Linked DNA regions of Mus musculus: region 1 is linked to region 2. A link is a contact called in public Hi-C data. All regions are on one chromosome and are shown on one strand. Each heading gives the region's core, a stretch centred on a gene start, on an enhancer-like site or on the middle of the called end of the contact. The rest is flanking DNA. Distances are from core to core; before and after follow the strand shown.

What was found. A called contact is a pair of places that touch in the nucleus more often than the background predicts.
Region 1: a contact with region 2 is called in a Hi-C map of embryonic stem cells, with 2.9 times the contacts expected there. The contact joins two enhancer-like sites. A contact is called at or near these places in 2 of 15 datasets of contacts at CTCF or cohesin (embryonic stem cells and large pre-B cells), 2 of 484 Hi-C or Micro-C datasets (both in embryonic stem cells) and 1 of 115 datasets of contacts at active chromatin or transcription factors (large pre-B cells).

The regions. Positions count from the first base shown.
Region 1 is chr13:75,795,272-75,799,935 of GRCm38.p6, reverse strand. No RefSeq gene overlaps it. Among named protein-coding and RNA genes, the nearest start is that of Glrx, 42 kb to the left of the region's middle. Within about 2 kb of position 1,990, at least 284 of the 459 cell types and tissues checked have an H3K27ac peak or open chromatin away from gene starts, as enhancers often do. A contact at or near this core is called in embryonic stem cells, where this site is marked.
Region 2 is chr13:75,481,348-75,486,057 of GRCm38.p6, reverse strand. No RefSeq gene overlaps it. Among named protein-coding and RNA genes, the nearest start is that of Mir682, 160 kb to the left of the region's middle. Within about 2 kb of position 2,732, at least 7 of the 459 cell types and tissues checked have an H3K27ac peak or open chromatin away from gene starts, as enhancers often do. A contact at or near this core is called in embryonic stem cells, where this site is marked.

The DNA.
Region 1 (4,664 bases), core at 741-3,240, 310 kb before region 2:
CTCTGCCAGTGTTCCAAATCCTTGAAGCTGACAATCTTGGAATTCAGTAGGAATTCAGTAAGAATGATACCTATTCAGTAACATTCAAATTCACTTCTAGTAGAGATGGTGAAACTAATTACAAAGAATGGAGCTAGGATAGCTCAGGGCTGGTCTGCAGAGTGATTACTTAGGACAGTAGCCAGTCTCACCCAAACAAGGGAATATACAAAGGCCTAGTGAATAGGTGAGTTATCCATCAAAGAGTTAGGGAATCCCCCTGGGACCAGTTTCTTCACTAGGCCCAAAGGAACAGCATAATCAAGTTTTTACTAAGAACCCCTAGTGGTGGGCTTAACAATAGACTGGCATTACACCTGGCTCCATTCTAAGTGGTAAACAGCGGCCTGGTCCCCGCCATCTTTTGATGTATAGATTCCTTTTGTTTTGTGTCACTGTAATTCAGCAGATATGTCCTGCCTGGCTTTTCTTGTTTTTTCTTCTGTATAAAAAAGTCTGTTTTTCGTTTGGACATTATACTCAGATTCAACATACTCTCTCGTGTCGTGTCTGTTTGTCACCCCACTCCTTCGCCCACCTGCAACCAGAGACCCGTTCCTCGCAGATAGGAGACCCAAAAAAGAGGTCCATCTGTGGCACTCAAGGCCGATCCAGCCTCATCTGGCTTGTTACCTATGCTGTGTACTTCCATGTGACAGGGGCAGAGGCAGAATCTATAACACGTTTTCCTGGCCTGCTCCAGCTGCCTAAGGTCGAGCCCAGCCAGCAGTGTTCCTTGTCTGTCCACTGGAGGCAGGTTTGTCACCATATCCCTGCAAGCCACTGTGAAAAGCCTTGTTTGCTTTTGCCCTAGAGTCCAGCCAGTCCCCTGACCTCTAACCCAGAACTATTTGTTCCAGGCGTTCCTCAGTCTGACATTCTAGTTGAAAACAAAGCCAAAAAAAAAAAAAACCCAAACCAAAAAAACCCAACAAACAAACAAACCTACCATCTTCCAATCATCCCTCTATATTTGGGGGTCAGATGAGCTGGTTACCTTTATGGTCTAGAGGGAATGAGTCAGTTAGCGTTTAAGCAAGAAGCAACATCTGCTGTAGTTCAGAGGCTGGCAGAGCACCAACGGCTGGGAAACTGTAGGAAGCAAGAGACCTGGCCAGAGTTCTTTAGTCCTATGCTGTGTGTCCATGAATGCCTAGGCCAGTTCCTCCTCCAACAGATATTTTGTCTCATGTTAGAAACCTTCTCTGTAGCATCTGGCCAAAACCTAAACCTATTGCTGGCCAGAGTTTTCTGAGACCCACTTCCAGCCTCAGAAATAGTTGAGGCTTGATGTCAGACTTGTCATAGCTGGCTGGGTTTTGCTTCATTTCCTCTTCCTAACAGTTGCTCAGCCAGTCTTTATTTGCATGTGGGCAAAGACTTTGGTAAAGAAAGGAGGAGCCTTGTTAGCTGCCGTCTCACTCATGGCTAAGTCATGAGTAATTCTACTAGCAGAGCTAGTATTTGATACCCCTTACTCCTTTCTGCTTATACAGAAAGGTGAGGGATTATATAGGATTATTTATGAGTTTCTGTTAATTGTAAAATTTAGTACAAATCCAGCAATGAGGGTAGTGATGGTCACTTTTTCTATTTGTTCAGAGATCATGTACAATCTTGTACCCTTTACATAACACATATACACCTTGAATACACATGTGCATATGTGCTTGCCACACCACATTCTATAACAAGGAAAGGACCTCGAGGAATGGTTTGGATAGAGGGTATGTATTTCTGCTAGTGTTCCTGGCAGGCCTTGCAGTCAGGCCTGGCTGCTAGCAGTCTCAAAGCTCACAGAATTCAGAGACCATCCACTCCAGGCTGCTGCTTATCCCACACTATCCAGCAGATGGCGCTGCACGCCGCACTGTCGCACCTGTCTGCCTTGGCTGTCAGGAAGTCAGAGTTACTACTGTGCAGTCAGGAAGTGGGTCTGCTCTCACTGAGCAGCGGTGGCTTACGCAAACCATGACTCATGGGTTTGACGAGGGCCTTTGTCAGAAGCAATGAGATCTGACCGTCACCACCCAATGGAAAGCAAAGTGCCTAGCTGGCCGGAGATCATGGTTGCTCACCGTTGATGCCTGGCTTTTTCAGGCAGCATGAGTTCATGCGGAATTTCAGAACCTGGCTGTGACTGATTCACTTTCTGTAAACGAGGGTCACCATTTCCACTTCCTCCGCTTGGGCTATTATTTGAACTTCGAGGTCAGCAACTGTTCTGGTGCTTACCGGAGGCTTTTGAGTATTTCATAAGTACTATTTCTTTCCTCTTCTTAAAAGTTTACTTTGCGATAAGGTCTCAGTATGTAAGCCTACCTTCTTGGAACTGGCTATGTAGATCAGTCTGACATCCAGTCCACCCGCCTCTGTTTCCTGAGTGCTGGGATTAAAGGCACATCTCACCACCCACTCATCGCAGCAACATTTAGCACAGATCTGAAGTATGAAATTGTTATCTCTCAGCCCTTCAAAAGTGGGTTAGTCTCAAATATCATACTGCTCTGCTTTTGCCTGGAGGGCAGGAGAGTAACCTCCATAGAATGCCTGAAACTTGGATGGTATTAAACTCTATACACACCGTTTTACTATATATATACATATATATCTTATCATATATGTGGCTGTATCTTTTGTAGTTTGTGAAGCCATAGAAAGTTAGTTCAGACTTCTTCTTTTCCTTTTTTTTTTTTTATTTTATTGTTAGAAGATCTTAGCAGCTCCAACATAATTCTTTTATTAGTGGAGACTTTTATCCTGTCTTATACATTTTTTGCTTGTTTGTTTGTTTTGTTTTTCGAGACAGGGTAGACCAGGCTGGCCTTGAACTCGGAAATCCACCTGCCTCTGCTTCCCGAGCGCTGGGATGAAAGGCGTGTGCCACCATGCCCGACTCTGTCTAATACATTTTATAGCTCATCTTTGGTGTACCTGACTTGTACCTGTTGTCTTATACATTGTGGTCTGTAATTGAGTTAGGGTGAATTGAACACAGTCAAGGACTTCATCCTCTGACTAGTGGGTAGTGGCATATACAGTGGATGCAATGGCCTGGATGACTCATACAATAGACTGGACCCTATGGGAAGGATGAGATGGCATCATACTCAGCGCTAAGGGCATGTATACCATCTTACATCATACTCAGCGCTATGGGCATGTATACCATCTCACAACTTAAGAACGGTTTATTTCTAGAATTTTCTATCTCATACTTTGGGAATGTTGTTAAGGCTAACGAAAATAAGACAGTGAATAAAAGGCAGTGGCGATCTAGTGTTTACATGTACATGTATTTGTATAGAAATTCATGTGAAACTTTTGAAAATTCTTGTGGCAGGAAGCCCCAGAGGGGATGGCTTATGGGGACAGTGATGACTGCGCCAGGTGTGTTGATGACTGGAGTCAACCTGTTCTAAAGAGTCTGCCAGAACTGGATTAATGTGCAAAAGACACAAGTTGTAGTTAGACACAGAGAAGCAACAAAGCCAGAAGGGCTCCTAGTGTTGAGGCAATGATCCAGAAGGGGGCTAGGTAGCAGGAGCCAGCCTGTCAGGGGTTACAGCACCTCAGGACTCAGCTTTGGGAGGTAGTGGCTGGGGGTTAGACTCAGGTAGATGTCCTGTGGTTAGTGATTCTCTTCCATGCCTCCCTTTATAGCTCTGTCTCTGTTCCTGAAGTTCCTCTACTTATATTTGAGGGGGAAAAACACCCTCAAGAACTTCCCCAAACTCCATTTCTAATTCTGTTTAACTTTTCTCTCAGGAGTTTTCTGCTCAGCCTACAACCGTTTCCAACTTGTAAAACCCCATATCTCATTTGCCTTCAAACACTCTTTTATAGAAATTGTGTGTGTGTGTGTGTGTGTGTGTGTGTGTGTGAGAGAGAGAGAGAGAGAGAGAGAGAGAGAGAGAGAGAACACATGTGCTCTGCTATACAGTTTTTGGTCCTTTTGTGTTTTCACATAGGAAAAGAATAATCTTTGGGGACAGGAGCCTTCTTTCTTGTGGTCTCTCTTGAGCCTTCTCCTTGGCCTTACAGTGTGGGCTGTGCAGGTACCTTGCTTAGGTCTTTAATGGAGTTGGGTGTGAACTGAGGGCAGGGGTGAATACACACACTGGGCTCACACAGACACAAGAATATGATATCTCATGTGAGCAACCAATCAAGCAAACACATAAGCAAAACACTAACATTTTGTAAAAACAAGCCCAACAGATTTAGCTTTGTCCTACTAAACTCTTCTTTGCCCTGGAGTGCACAAGGAAAATAATGCCCGTGTATATAAGGTATTGCTGTGCATGTGTGCAGTGTTACGAAGAGGTTGGCTCTTCTAACCTTTTCTTCCTCAGTAAAAGGAACATTGGAGTTGAAGAAAATGAGAGAGCGCTGGTTCTCTCTGAGCGTGTGTTGGAATATCCTTTGTATAAGAGGGGGAATGCAGACTAAGGCCCTAACACTATGCTATGACTGTCCCAGACATGGGGCACTGGTGACCAGTGAGGCTGAGGAAGAGAACAGCCATTGTCAGTATACACATACTTCCATGTATATTCATGGTTCATCTGTCAGTTTACGATGCAGCAGTTCTCAACCAGTGGGTTGCAACCCCCAAAAGACCA
Region 2 (4,710 bases), core at 1,483-3,982:
AATTATTGTGTTTGGAAACAACCCCTATATGAAAAGTAAGTACATGTGAATTAGATCATATGCTTATTCTTTTGAGTTTCCCCCTGTTTCAGCACAGATAATCTAGTTGTGTGCTGTAGATGGTGTTTTAAAATGCTGAACAATCAAACCTTAATTTGTATATTAATAGTCAATGTTATATCTCAGAGCTCACAATTGCTTAAGATTGTTCGCCCCTCAGATGCTATTAATTCTCAAATTTGCAATTGCTTATGCATATACAACTCATAGAAAAAAATGCTGTCCTTTTAAGAAGGCTGTTTTTAGACATTTATTAAATTGTTCGAGATTGCCTGGACATCTTAAAACAATGCATGCTAAATTTATATCTCAGGCAGTCTATAGGTCATACATATAAGATAGATTGAATATATAACCTTGTTCTTTGAATATTCAAAGCAGTTATGATTTAAGATAATATTTTAGTATTCTTGAAAATTGTGCTTGTATAATTCTTTCCTTTTAGTGTCCTCAGTTACTACTTGTTTCCACATAATAGTGTTAATTCTTGAGGACTTTTACTTAACAAATTGCTACAAATAAATGCTCTTATTTCTAGTTAATAAATAAATTATGCACATGTGACTCTTAATAATTTTTCAAGCGTTCTAGTTACAACCGCTCCTTAAGAGAAACAATTGAAAGTGCAATGAGTCACTGCCCCTTTATACATGAATACAGTTAAGTATTTGAAATGTTGTGTCAACAAGTTATTAATTCTAACGACTAGATATTGTGAAACTTTAAAACTTTAACTTCTTAAAAGACAAAAAAAGGGGGAAATTATATCCCCATGCATACTATTTAGTGCATTCCTGTGCACACTATTTAAATCATACTTTTATTTTCAAATTTTGATCTCAAAGAATGTAATAAATGCTTTATAGTATCTTAAAAGGATGTACTTACTGGCTTATGATTTGATCCTAAACAGCTACCTTATTAGGGAAGGGAAAAACATAGGTTCTCTCCACAGAACACTGCAGAAGCATGATGGTTAATTATATTAATAATATAACTCACCTGCGACGAGCTGGCAGGTGAGTTGACTCAGTGCCCTGATTGAAGTGACTAGGAAACTAAATTGGGTACATGTTTTAGACCCATCCTTGCTTGCCATTTTTCCAGTTTGGACTAGCTTCAAGCCTTTTAACTTTATGGCAAAAGAACATCAGAGATTGTATATTCTGACTTAGTAAGATTCGTCATTTAATAGAGTCATGATGATTTTTTTCTTTTCGTCAATGTGACCAGTTATTCTAACTCAATCTTAGTCTGGTCAAATATTTAGTCCAATATTAGAGATTCTATTGTAGATAACTAAAATCCTTAATTACCTAGCAAAGTTAATTCAGAGCACAGCCCCCTCTTCCAGAGAATCTCTGGCCTTTTTACTAATTCTACAAACCAGTTCCCCCCCCCCCCCCCCCAAGGAGGCCAGAGACTGAGCTTGAGCCTTGCTAATTTGCAACTGAATAAAGTACCTGGACTTCCCCAAAAGAAGCTTTATATTGTTACCTTCTCATTGTCTGGATCTTGTTTTTCAAGCAGGTCAATCAACACCCTTCAGCCTGACTGCTGTGGGCTTACATCCCTGCCCCCAAGAGCGTGCAGGTGGCAGCTACTAATTTTCATTCTAAAGGCATTCCAGCACATATTGTGGCTCTTGGTCTGATTTGTGATTAAGGTTTGCTACTATGGCTAGAAAGGCGGAAGTTTTAAATATTAGAAGAATATGGTTTTTATTCTGATAAGACAGGCTTAGTCCCTTAGCTGGTCTCCGGTTTTCCACCCTTGCTGTTATTGCAAGGTCCCCTTGGTTCCTCAGGCTGTGGAGATATTAGGGATGAGGAAGGTGACCTCCGACTCCTAATATAGCCTAGAGCCACAAATTATGGTGTTAATAGTAGAGGCCTTGCTGAATCTGAGATTGACAATTCTCCCTTGGGAGCTGCACAGTAATTAGAACTGTGCATACTGATTTGTGATAATAGGAATACAGCATGGGCATCAGCGTGGGTGCCGGCAATGCACTGCAGGGGAAGGTCCAACTTGACCATTTCTGAGTTCCCTGAGAGACACACCCAGTTTGGATGGAGGTTGGTATCTAGTTCCAGTTACAGCCAAGAATATCTTTCTAAGGCTCTGCCTCCCCTCCCCAAAAGATACCAAGAACCATGATTGTGGGTCGTGACAGCACCCACGGGAGGAATCGGGTCAATACTCCCCCAGCCATGGTTAAAGCCCACTCGTGCAAGAATGAGGAAATCATTTGATCACCTCAGTTAAGTGTGGCCTTATACCCCTGACTACTTGGTATTCAGTAAAAATTCAACTAGGAAGTTACCTATTCAGTAACTAATTAGCATTATAAAAGATGGAGTCTACAGCTCAGGGCTAGTCTGCAAGATGTTTACTAGGACAGAAAGGACAGACTTATCCAAATAGGGTTTTCCATGAGAAAAGTTAGGAAATCCCACTGAGACAGGTTTCTTCATTAGGCCCTAAGAATTCAGGCATAACTATAGAGCATAAATAAATTTTATGCCTCAGCCCAGCCTTTTCTTTTTTATATTAACAATAGGTAGGAGATGTAACCTCCCCTCCCCCCCCCCAGCCTAAAACCTGACTGATCAGGTTCCACTGTTAGCCTGAAGAGAGCATCTGGGGTGGAGCTCGCCACCCTATCGTTCTGCCACTCCCACTGCTACTGCCTGCCACCTAGCTGTTCCGGAGCTATCACATGGTCACCTGAAACTGGACTCCAAGGATGATTTGGCAGGAATGGGCCCCTTTCCCTTCTTCATAACCCAGTGTCTGGGAATAGTAAAATTGAACATTGAGCAGACTAGTTGTCTTGGTTTCATTCTCTCTCGTGCCACCTAGCTCCCTCTTCTCTTCCAGATTCCAGGATGCCTCCCAGACTAGAACCCAGACATGTGGGCTGCTGGCCGGCTACAACATTTCTCCTTTTGTAGAGCTGGTTCTGTGGATAGTTGCTGCTTACACTTAGTTTTACACTGAAAGTTTTTCTTTCTTCATCTATTCTCAGTGATAGTTTTCTGGATTTAGTTGTGAGTTGGCATCAGTGGTCTCTTAGAGCTTGTAGAACATCTGTCTAGGTCGTTCTGACTTTTATAGATTGGGAAATCTGATGTTATTTTAATGGGTCTGCTTTTATATGTTCTTTTACCCTTACAGCTTTTAACATTCATTTTTTCTGTTCTGTACCCATACTGTTTTTATTATTATATATAGTGGTGATTTTCTTTTTCTGACACTTTTTATTTGGAGTTTTGTATGCTTCTTTTACCTTGTTAGGTAGGTACCACCTTCTTTTGGGTTCTGTGAATTTTACCTTAATTTCTTCCCTTTGCCCTATTTTTATTATTCTTAGACTTGGTCCATTTATAGATTTAGATTGAACAAAACCATGCAGGATCTAAAAATGGAAATAGAAACAATAAAGAAAACACAAAGAGAGACAACTCTGGAGATAGAAATCCTAGGAAAGAAGTCAGAAACCCTACATGCAAGCATCAGCAACAGAATACAAGATATGGAAGAGAGAATCTCAGGTGCAGAAGATTCCAGAGAGAAGATGGACACAACAATCAAAAAAAATGCAAAAAGATCCTAACTCAAAATATCCAGGAAATCCAGGACACAATGAGAAAACCAAACCTATTCATAATAGGTATAGATGAGACTAAATATTTTCAACTTAGAGGGCCAGTAAATATCTTCAAAAAAATTATGGAAGAAAACTTCCCTAACCTAAAGAAAGAAATGCCCATGAACATACAAGAAGCCTACAGAACTCTAAATAGACTGGACCAGAAAAGAAATTCCTCCTGACACATAATAATCAGAACAACAAATGCACTAAATAAAGATAGAATATTAAAAGCCATAAGGGAAAAAGGTCAAGTAACACATTAAGGCAGACCTATCAGAATTATACCAGACTTCTCGCCAGAGTCTATGAAAGTCAGAAGATTCAGACAGAAGTTCAACAGACCCTAAGAGACCATAAATGCCAGCCCAGGCTACTATACTCAGGAAAACTCTCAATTACCATAGATGGAGAAGCCAAAGTATTCCATGACAAAACCAAATTCACACAATATCTTTTCATGAATCCAGCCCTTCAAATGATAATAAAGGGAAAAAACCCAACACAAGGAGGGAAATGGTGCCCTAAAAAAGCAAGAAAGTAATCCTTCAAAAAACCTAGAAGAAGACAGCCACAAGAACAGAATCCCAACTCTAACAACAAAAATAACAGGAAGAAACAATTACTTTTCATTAATATCTCTTAATATCAATGGACTCAATTCCCCAATAAAAAGACATAGACTAACAGAGTAACTACATAAACAGGACCCAACATTTTGCTGCATACAGGAAACCTACCTCCGGGAAAAAGACAGACACTACCTCAGAGTAAAAGGCTAGAAAATAATTTTCCAAGCAAACAGTTTGAGGGAACAAGCTGGAGTAGCCATTCTAATATAAAATAAAATCGACTTCCAACCTAAAGTTATCAAAAAAAACCAAGGAGGGGCACTTCATACCTATCAAATGTAAAATCTTCCAAGATGAAATCTCAATTCTGAATATCTATGCTCCAAATGCAAGGGCAGCCACATTCATTAAAGGAACTTTAGT